2 separate regions of the Anas platyrhynchos genome follow, and region 1 is linked to region 2. The links are chromatin contacts, called in public Hi-C maps. All regions are on one chromosome and are shown on one strand. The core of a region is the stretch at or near the end of the contact, and the rest is flanking DNA. Distances in the headings are between cores, read along the strand shown.

Evidence for each region. A called contact is a pair of places that touch in the nucleus more often than the background predicts.
Region 1: a Hi-C map of skeletal muscle shows a contact between it and region 2, with 2.3 times the contacts expected there. The contact joins the promoter of NRP1 here to the enhancer-like site in region 2. A contact is called at or near these places in 3 of 8 Hi-C or Micro-C datasets (liver, skeletal muscle and subcutaneous adipose tissue).

The regions. Positions count from the first base shown.
Region 1 is chr2:144,774,169-144,779,278 of IASCAAS_PekinDuck_T2T, reverse strand. NRP1 (neuropilin 1) reads left to right here and starts at 1,503. Exons shown (of 17, transcript XM_027450533.3): 1 at 1,503-1,963. The coding sequence starts at 1,897.
Region 2 is chr2:144,668,065-144,673,847 of IASCAAS_PekinDuck_T2T, reverse strand. It overlaps NRP1 (neuropilin 1), which reads left to right. Exons shown (of 17, transcript XM_027450533.3): 13 at 1,520-1,657; 14 at 4,380-4,651; 15 at 5,151-5,244. Among named protein-coding and RNA genes, the nearest start is that of ITGB1, 65 kb to the right of the region's middle. Within about 2 kb of position 3,992, at least 4 of the 8 cell types and tissues checked have an H3K27ac peak or open chromatin away from gene starts, as enhancers often do. A contact at or near this core is called in subcutaneous adipose tissue, where this site is marked.

The DNA of each region.
Region 1 (5,110 bases), core at 254-2,753, 110 kb before region 2:
TCTAACAGGCCCTTTTTCTGTCGAAGCATTAACAGTTTTCCTCAGCTGTGCACCAGTTACAATTGTTTTCAAACTCTGCTGTGGGAGATGAGAGTGGCTGACATCCACTGCTGGCCGCAGGTCATTTTCGTAGTGCAGACCCTTCTTTGGGGACCATTTAACGCCGTGTTTCAGCTTTCAGCCTTCAAGCTCTTCGTCTAACCCCTACCCCAGTGACCGAATTGCCTCCACGCAGTGGGAGCTCAAGGCGCTCCACATAAAAGAAGCGGTCAGGTTCAGCTAGGTAATAACTCCCAGGGTGCAGGGGCAGCCTGTAAGGCAGGGCAATGGGGCACGGGAGGGACGTGCCCCATCGTCGGTAAGCAGGCAAATGCAGCATGATTTGAAGCTCACTGGTGCCCATCCGCTGGTGCCAGCTTGGAGGGATTGCTCAGAAGGCAGATTGCCCTCCCTGATGTGCTACATAGCCTCCCTGGGGAGCAGGGGGACCCTGGCCACTCCTCAGCTCCTGGGGGAGATGGACAGACTGGTGACAGCCAGACTGGGTGACAACGGGGATGGGAAGGAGGTTGGGAGGCAGAGGGTGTGGGAAAGTGCCCCCCCCCCCGGAGATGCAGGTGGGTCCGGGCGAGCCCACAACCCGAGGCTCCCCCAGGGGGTGCGTCCCCACAGCTCAGCCCCAGCAGCGCCGCCAGCACCCCGCGGCTCGGCAGGGCAGGGCATGGCGGTGCCCCACGGGGGGACAGCGGGGGCTCGGCGGGGACACGCGTGGGGCTGGGGAGGGGGTGGGGGGAAGGAGGCAGGGACGGGGCGCCACGGAGGGGAGTGCAGACAAGGGATGTGGGCGTGGGGGCACGGCTCGACACGGCACGGCTGCGAGGAGCCACACAGGAGCCAACGGGGCGCAGGTGGGTGCCCCCGGCCGGCTCGGCGCTACCTGTCGGGGCGGGGAGGCCGCTCCTCTCCCCCCCTCCTTGATCACCTCCGCGGCCCCCGCCCCTGCTGGGTGCCAGGGCTGGGGCTGTGCCCTGTTTGTTCGGCTGCTCTTCCGCGCTGCCGATGTCTTGGGGGGCTGAGGAGGAGAAGGAGAAGGAGGAGGAGGAGGAGAAGGAGGGCGGGGAGGGGGAGGGGACTGGGGCTTGGGAGACGGCGGCTCCTCGGCCTCTCTTATTGCCGCTGAGTTGCGCTCCTCTTCCTCAGGCTGCGAGCAGGAGCCGCCCGGCCGCTTCCCCCTTCCCCGGCCGGCCGGGACTCCCCGCGGCAGCGCCGCGCCCGCCCGCTCGCTCCCCACCGGGGCAGGTGAGTGCGGGGCCGGCCCCAGCCCCAGCCCCCGGGCACCGCCGGGCACCGCCGACCCCCGGGGAGCCGCGGCGGCGCCGCATCGGGGAGCGGGGCAGGCGGGGGGGGCCGCACTTTGCCAAACTCCGGCGCCCGTCCCCGTTCACCGCCGCTCTCCTCTCCTTCTCTCCCCTCCGCAGAGCACTCCCCGGAGCCCGCCCCGAGGTGCAAGCAGGAGCCGCCGGGATTTTTGTCTGTCTTGTTTGTGTGTTTGTTGTTTTTTTTTTTTTTTTTTTCCTTTTTTTTTTTTTTATATCCACTCGCTTTCATTTGGCTTTGTAGTCTCGCTGGGAATGGCAGGGGCAGCGGCGCCTGGAGAAGGAACAAGTGTGGGGAAAGGGAGAGGGAGCCGGAGCTGAATGACAGGATGCGGGCGACTTGAGGCACGGAAAGAGAAGCCAGCCTCCCTCTGCCCCGGGGACTGCCCTTGCGGACCGTGCTTTCTGCTCCTCGCTCCGGCCGAAGGATTTAAGACCTAGGAAGAGTTGTGCGTGGAGGGCTTTTTTTTTTTTTTTATTGTTATTATCATTCATCCTCTCCCTGCTCTCGGAAGGGAAAATGGATTGGGGACTTTTCCTGCACTGCGCAGCCCTCACCTTCACCCTCGCCGGGGCTCCGCGAAGCGGTAAGTGCCACGGGGGGGGGACGACTTCGGGTCTCAGCCTGGGGAACCGAGGGCTGGCGACGGGGCCCGGCGGCCCCGGGGCCGGCCCCGACCCGCGCCCGGTAGCGGGGAACTTTGTACCCGAGGTCGGAGTCGGCGGGGTCCGAGCCCCGGTGCCCCCCGGCCGGCTACGGCCGCCGACTTTATTTTCCGCTCTTTGGGGTCGTCGTATCAAGCGGGGTGCCCGTTCTCGCAAGCTCAGGACGGCCAATTACCTTCGTAGTGGTTCCTCCCATAGGCAATTAAATAAGTCTCGCCTCCGATATCTGAGAGATAATGAGCATTTAGAAAGGAAGGCTCTTTCTTCCCCCTTTCTTTTTTTTTTTCTCCAAAGCGTAGTATTTCAGAGTACCGTGCCTGCTACTAGCTGTCTGTGTACCTGCGGGCAGACCTCAGACGGAGAGCCCTCTCGCCTACCCCTTTGCGAAGTCTGCAGTTTACGTGCAACTTGCACGGTGCCAAGAGAGAAGCTGAGCCTCTCTGTGAAGGCTCAAGACTCTCGTCTCAGAGAGAAATCCCGTAACACATGACTGATGTAGCTTAGTTTACTATCTGGCAGTCCTCGAAAACACAACTAATTAAAAGCACCGCGCTCCTCCTTGCCTGCACAATGCCTGGGCACCGTGAATCTTCTACTGCATGATGCATTTTTAAAGACGGTCTAATTGTAGGACTGCTTGACGTTTAGCTCTCGCACGCGAAACAGCTCGTGTGAGTTTTCCTTTCCCGGCAGATCCTGTGCAATTATTATTAACTAATTATCAAATATTTACTTTTGCCTGACTGGGTTTTCAATCAAAGTAATTAAAAGAAGAGAGCACCCTCCACTTAGGCTGGTATATTGTTTTAATAAGAGACCGCAAGTGGAGTGTCGTGTAACAGAGAGTATTAAAATTGCGTGTTTTATGATGGAAGTTAATCTCTTTCCCAATATGTTTTGAGGAGGCTGCTTAATTTAATCTGGACGAGCCTCCCCCAGCGCCGTGGCACGGGAGTGAAGGCGTCAGAGGCGTGCGCCGAGCCGGGCACGGGGATGCTCCGGGAGCGCTTCCCTCACCCCAGGCAGGTGGGGGGCACGGGCAGCCACCCCCCGGTCCTACATCATCCAGGAGTGCCCCAAGCCCTGCACCCTATGAGGGGCATCCTGCGTTCCTGTTGTTCATTTCTTCCCTTTGGAAGAAGGGGAGTGGGGCAGGGTGCTGGGCAGCAGCCTCCAGTATGAGCAGTTAACGTGGTGGCCCTGCTGGTGTCATCCAGGCCATCAGCCTCCTCCATAACCTCCCAGACCCACTGATGCCACCTTCACCTACGTCCAGCACTAGTGTCTGCTAAATTAATTCATTAACCTTATTTAGAGCTAATGGTCCAAAGTCATTAGAAACTGCTCTTCTTAATCAAGTGTGAGAGAGATTGCACAGAGCCAGGGAGTCTAGCAGACCGCATTATCTTATTACACTGTCACTTTCCCAGAAGTCGCAGATTAAGGAGCGCTGGTGGTAGCAAGTCCACCTTAGTGTCCTCTGAAGTGACTCTGTCAAGTGACTAGAAGCAGCACTGCTTTATTTCAGGCATTTAACAGATGCCAGACTCTGCCATGTTGTTTGCAGGGCTGGAGTGGGCTTAATGAGACAGGATCACTTTCCGAGTGTGCTTACACAGGGAGGAAAAGGCAAGATTCCCTGAGAGCCCCAGACAGCGGATTAGCAAGATCACCAGTGACAGCTTTTGAGCTTTGAGCTGCAGCGCCTTTTGTTCTGGTTACAGGAAAACAGTCTGTTTTTTAAAGGCAAAGCAGAAATAAATAAGATAGCCATTCCCAGCAACATGCTTAGCGATATCTGATTGTGGACCACACAGCTGAGTATGGATCATCGCCTTCCCTCTTAATTTACAGCAAATAATATCTATACAGTGTGTAGCTTTATGCATTTTTGATGTATACTTCTTCATTCATTTCCATTTGACCTGGTTTTCCTACAATAAAATCCCTTACATTTATAAATTCATGCTGAGAGCAAAGTGCCATTTTGCTTTCACAGGGAGGGTATTAGATATAGCATTGCAGTCCCTATGTACCATTTTGGGGATGTAGTGATGTATAGGCTCACTTATTAATGCAGTCTTCCTGTCTGTAACTTACCATCATATTTATTACTCAAAAGTAAACAATTAGTGTGTGGGGAAAGTTTTTCCTCCCCAAAGATTTGAATATAGAAAACCATAGTAGTAATGAAGTGAAAACACAAATCTGCACTGGACAGTGAAGCGAGTGACCACGTAGATTGGGTTTCTTGTCTCTTTATACTTTTCACACAAGCCTTAAAATGCAACCTTGACAACACTGGCCAAAGGACCAAGGTGCAGCATGCCACATTTCACAGTCACAGTTAGTGACTCTGAAAACTTTGGCAACTATTTTGTTATTAGAAATAAACCTTTGTTGTTGCTGGGGGGAGGGAGGGAGGAACAGAGGGAAGAGGAAAGGATGTTGTTCTGCTCCATTACTTTGATGCAGTCTCCAAGCATGAACAAACTTCCTTGAAGGAATAAATAGTGGATGATTTCTGCTTCACTAAAACCACTTTGTTCTCTGCTAGCCTGGGTTTGAAGAGCACAGATAGTTTCAAACTGCCTAGATTTATGGACTGATAAAACAACGGGAGGGTCTGCTGCAAGTGAGCGGGGATCCACCAAGACAATCCCAGTGGTCAGTGACACAGACCAGGCTTCTCGCGGAGCTGGACAGGGGGTCAAATGGCAGCCTTTTAGCTTCCCCACCCCCAGCTTCCCTTAAAACTTCATACTTAAGCAGATTATAGTCGGGGGGATAATTGAGGCTCTGACACCCTTCTGGGGCAGCACTAGCACTGCTGCGAGGAGGCGAGGATTGAACACTGTATGGGGCACTGTTTCCTTGTGGGAGCTTTTAGAAGTTGAGGAGCGGGGGAATCCTCTGCTCCTTGCTGGTGGGTTTACGGGTGGGCAAAGAGTGTCAGGCCCCTGTCCTTCAGAAAACGCAGCCTGCCCGTAAGCACGCGGTAAAAGTTTGCTTGAAGAAGGCTGCCGTGCAGGGTGCTCACCTGGGGGCAACTGCAAAAAAAAAAAAAA
Region 2 (5,783 bases), core at 2,743-5,242:
GAGGGCACCGTGGCTGCCATGCAGGAATATGGTGAGTTGAGTTAAAACTTTGTCTGGGAGCAAGGTCTCACTGAACAAGGGCAAGGAGAGAGTAATAGATGAACCCCTTTTGTATCTGTCCTGTCTTAACCTACTCACTTGAGGTTTTCTTTGAGGTTCATAAAATAACAGTTCTAGTTTACTTCCTATTAAAATCTGGGTTGTGAGTTCAAAAGTCTTTCCAGTCTTCCCTGGGCAGCTCACTGTGTGGAGAAGGTCTTTGCCTCTTCAGATTGAAGGAGATCCACCTCAGAGGTCTGCCTGGCTGCAGGTCCCAGCTCACTTCCCACATTTCTCCGTATTTTCCCACAATAAACAAAAGACATTCTAAGTTTTACATTACCTCTCTCTTTTTCTTTTTTTTTTATTATTATTATTATTTTTTATTTTTAATTAATGGGAGAGATAGCAAAAGAACACAATTGTTCCCCCAGAGCTGATAGTGAAGGGAGCACAGAGTCCTTTGTTCTCAGTTCATATTTGCACAAAGCATCTCGTTAAATTAAACCTAAGTATTTTTCCTTTAAGAAGGCGCGAGTCATGTCTGAGAATAGACTTCAGAATTTGGTAACATTGCCATAGAAAGGGTATTGCTCTAGTGGGAGTTGCCATTGCTCAAGGTGAGGTAAAAGTTCATACCAGTGGGGTAGAAATCAAAAACCCAAAAGATTTCAAAATGGTTCTGAAAATTAGAAATAGGGGATTTATGTGCTATCTTTGTATAATCTTCCCAACCAAATTCCAAGTTGTATTGAATAAAATAAGCTACTAGGTATTAAACCTTTGGGCAGAATTGAAAAGAAGCTGAAAACAAGATATGATCTCATCCTGACCATAATACCAGACTTCCCTTGTTTTACGTGGAGCTTGTTTTGAAGCTTATTTTCAGTTCACTTGGCAATCAGCCACATTTGTCCCTTTTCTGTCTCAATTTGTCCATTTCAATGCTGCCATCTTGTGGGCCTGTTTGTCTGGAAGATGCTGAAATACTGTTTCTCACTGAAGCCACATGCTATACATTTCACCAGAAATCCTTTATGGACAAGGACATTCCACTAGTGTTCCTGACTTTTCTTATTTTTATCCAAATCTTATTGTGATTTGTTGCACAGTTATGGTGCAAATGTGTATTAACAACCAGTGAATGTATCTGATAAGCCAGAGCTTTCTTTTTGAGTCATATATATTACAACAGAGTTACCAGACAATGTGGGCAAATCAGATGAATTAGTCTAATGACATAATATCACAAAATATGGTTCATAAAAAGACAAAAAACAAAAGTAAATATCTCATTTACTAGACATAGCCATTCTTCATCTTTTTCCTAGAAAGGCTGCTTTTGTTATGGCTTCTCAGACTCTCAAGTGGGAACGACTCCCTTAAATATCAAATAAATACATTTGGTATTGAAATGAAAAATCTGAATAATGCAATTAATAATCATACTTCCTTCCTTCTTTTCTCTCTTTTCCTGCAGAGTTGCCAATATACAACTTCAACTGTGGGTTTGGCTGGGGATCTCACAAGACTTTGTGCCACTGGGAACATGACAACCAGGTGGATTTGAAGTGGGCAATTCTGACCAGCAAAACTGGTCCAATTCAAGACCACACAGGTAATCATGAGTTCATGATTTAGGCATTTTACATGGGAAGAAGTTGTTCTGTTTTATACCAAGATGCCTTCCAAAACCGCAGGAGCATGAGTTATACCTAAAATATGTATCGTGGGAAAGATAAGTCTGGGCAAACTGATCCATTATATGTAGACACAACTGACCATAATTGTCCCTTCTGTTGGGGAATAAAGATCATTTATGGTCAGGAATTGAAGATATTCCCTCCTTCTGACTAGACTTTGGATAACTGCCATCCAGGATAGGGAAAATAAATAAATAAATAAATAAATAAAAAGAATAGCCAAATATTCTGCAAATATAACTTAAGAAATGATACCATCCTGAACAAACCTCATGAACTATTCCTGTTTATAGTTACTGTCTGCTACAGAAAGGTGTTGCAAGTAAAACTTCCCCGATGGACTTGTTTCCATGTCCTCTTCCTCTCCAACAAGAGTTGGTGAAGATTACAGTGATCCCTTTGCTCACACAGAGTTTTTCCAGAATTATTACCCTGGGAAATCGATTGGTTGGTTTTGTAGTATCTAACTCATGGCTTTGCATAATTAGGCAATAAATATGCTGCTGGCTAGTGGAGAAGGGGAGGTAGTGTGTGACCTGCACAGCCTCTCACTTCAGTGTTCTCCCTTGCATACATGAAGATTAATCAAATGTGTTAGAGATGAACCCCCCCTTCCCACTTCTGCAACCCCTTTGCCTAATGAGAATGACAAGGAAATTAGACAAAATTGGACTTTTTAAATTCTGAGACATTTTCAATTGAATCTTAAGACAAGTACAGTAGTTTCAGAGAAAGAAAAAAAAAAAAAAGAAACTTATAATACTTTGACTATAAATGGCATTGTACAAATAAATGGCATCAAATTAACTAAATGCAGTTAGCTGAAGTGAAGGCTGTAATGGTGGAAAAATTGATGTAAAGTAAAGTGAAATGGCTCAGTAGGATCTGACATTGAAAGGAGGTTAAAAGCTACGTTAGCCAGAGACTGACAAAATCTAAAAGGCATGCATAAGTAAAGCTCTAATTAAGACAATGAAGACAGAGTTCCTGACCCAGCACTGCAATAATATTCTGGAAATGAGAGCTATCTGCACTTTGCCACCAAGGATTATAGAGAGACTGAACCTGTCTTCAATCAAGAGATGAAAAAATGATATTTTTTCAAATGAGATTTTGTTGTTTCTGCTGGGCCCTGCTTGTGCAGAAGGCTTATCCATTCCATTAACTGTAACTTCAATAAGTCTTCCAGGCAGCTCCTTTTGCTGCTTGCTACACTCACTTTCAATATTGTCCAGAATTTTCCTTCAACTCCAAGGGCACCTTCACCTGGCAGATTTGCCATCTGGGTGGAGTGGGTGCAAACACAGACCACAAGCAGCCTGTATGGCACTGCCATCCCAACCACACCCCTCAGTGTGGCGTGGTTGGGATGGCAGTGCCATACTTCAGCAAAGCCACCTTGCACGTTGGCAGAACAGCAATGAGCAATCCCCAGGTATATCTTGCTCTCAGCTTTACTTGCATAAAGCTGAAGAAACTCCACAGAAGTGATCTTCAACAGCAATTGCTTTATGACAGCAGGATATTCTATACACCACTTCAAAATGTACATTATGATTAATTTTGGCCAGTTGGGTCATCTGAGATTATTTTTCTTTTTTCCTCCCTTTGGATTTCCCTATCACCATTCTTTGATGAGATTTGCACACATGTTGTGCTGCTCTCTACACAGAAGCAAAGTTGGAAAGAACATATAGGCAAATAAATATGCCAGTAAATGCTGTTTCCATCCTGTTATGTGACTATATCATGTATGCAATTTCCTCACCCACAACAGGTGAACTTTGTATTTTTCTACCCTAATCCTCTGCAAATAGGCTGTTCAAGAGCTGACTGAAATGACTGCTTTGCTAGTGCAAATCACAAGCGCTTCACTGTAGTCAGTATCTCACTTAGCATCTTGTTACCAAATCACATTCCCCCCTGCTTCCCTCCCGGTGTGATTAAGCAAATGATTTTCAAAGTTAAGGGGATTCAGTGTTCAGATTTCAACATGCATAGATCCATTCTGCTCTTCAGAAAATACCAAACATAATCTTAATCTTCTGGAAAATGGCTCACAAAAATATGTGAGCCCAATTTATTACTGCCAAAATCCAAGGGAATATCTCTGGCACCATTTGTGACAATAGTATAACTCGATTTAGGAACACCGTTTAGATTTCAGTTCCTGATCTCAGACCATAGCTGCTCACAGCTATCTTATTCTCCAGTGCTCCATTCTAACCTTGCTTTCTCAAACACAGACTAAACAGAGATTAAAATAGCTCTTTGCACAATCAGTGTGGAGCACGCCCAGGGGATTTCTGCCAAGCCTGCTGCATGAGGACTGGCTCTCCTTAAGAGGTGCCCACTGACTACTGCAGCATACGTTGTCACACTTGAACATGCTCTTGCATCCTTTCCTGAGCAATTCTTGGCACAGGCCATCCTGGCGAGCACAGGAGACAATGGCCAGCAGAAATAAACTCTCCTTGGAGCACGTGTGCTTCCCCAGAGCTCTCAGAGCACCGCCCTCAGCTGTGAGACTTGGCAGGAGGCAACATGAGCACGGGTGGCTGTGACTGGGGTTTATTAGGTAAACAAAGAAAATGACATTTGGTCACTATTCCTAACACAGTCCTTCTGTCACAGCAGGAGATGGCAACTTCATTTACTCACAAGCTGACGAAAGCCAGAAAGGCAAAGTTGCCCGGCTGCTGAGCCCCGTGATTTACTCGCAGAACTCTGCCCACTGCATGACTTTCTGGTACCACATGAGCGGCCCGCATGTCGGCACCCTGAAGATCAAGCTGCGGTACCAAAAGCCAGACGAATATGACCAGGTGCTCTGGACCCTGAGCGGGCACCAGGCAAACTGCTGGAAGGAGGGACGTGTTCTTCTGCACAAGTCTGTGAAACACTACCAGGTGAGTGTGGCTGCTGTTCGCTACACTGACAGAGATGATGCCAATAAGACCTTGCTGGTCATGTTTCATACGCCTTAGCAGAAAATGTCACTGGAGGATTTATGTAGACAGGTTTATACCTACAGATGAGGTGCTGCTGCTGTGACAGTAATAATAGTGGCATATTTCATGGCATCTCAGATGACAGTGATACAAGCAATTTGTTATAGAAGGCCAAATAAATACATTAGAAATCATTTCTCATCTGTCACAAAACTGCATCCTTGCCACAGTTTTGCTGCTGATATAGAAGACTTCAGTGAAGTTATGGCATTATATACGTTCACATTTGCATGTGTATGTTCAGAAAGACACAGTGCTGACTGACAGGCCACAGTCAAAGTATATGTAACATGGCATCGTGACAACTGGAGACGTGTTAACAGCTAATTAAAATTTCTTGAATGCTTCAATTGTGTGTTAACATGAAAACAATGTGAAAATTATCTTGTTTTGCTAGGTGGTTATAGAGGGAGAAATTGGAAAAGGAAATGGAGGAATTGCTGTGGACGATATTAATATTGACAATCACGTAGCACAAGAGGATTGCAGAAGTAAGTACAAATAGGAAGAATGTATTGATATCTCATCCAAAATATGATTTACTTAGGTAGCTGTTTGTTTTTTTGTTTGTTTGCTTTGGTTGTTTTTCTTTGTTTATTTGTCTGTTTGCTTTTTCTGTGAGAAAGGGACACATAATTACTGCCTATATCAGAAACTTTGCACTGACAACACCCTGATCTGGTCCATAGCTTAAGTCATAGGCTGACCTTTGTACTGCAGTGATGCAATCTGTTGGTTCAGAACTGGCACCCTACTGATGGGTCACAGCATGTTCACATCCTCACATTTCTCCCTGTGTTTTTATTGATGTACTCTTAAAATTATTCTGCTTTTCCTAACGCTCTTACCTGCCTTAAGTAATGCTCAAAATTCCAATTTAATTTCTTCACCCTTTTTAGATCATTTACCACTTGAAGACTATCCTAGTTTTTTTTATCAAACCCACATTGGATGTGCAAGCATGGTGCAATGGCCCCTGACCTGTCCTGTGCTGTTCTGCAGCACTGAGGTTGCTGTGCCTCGTTTGCTA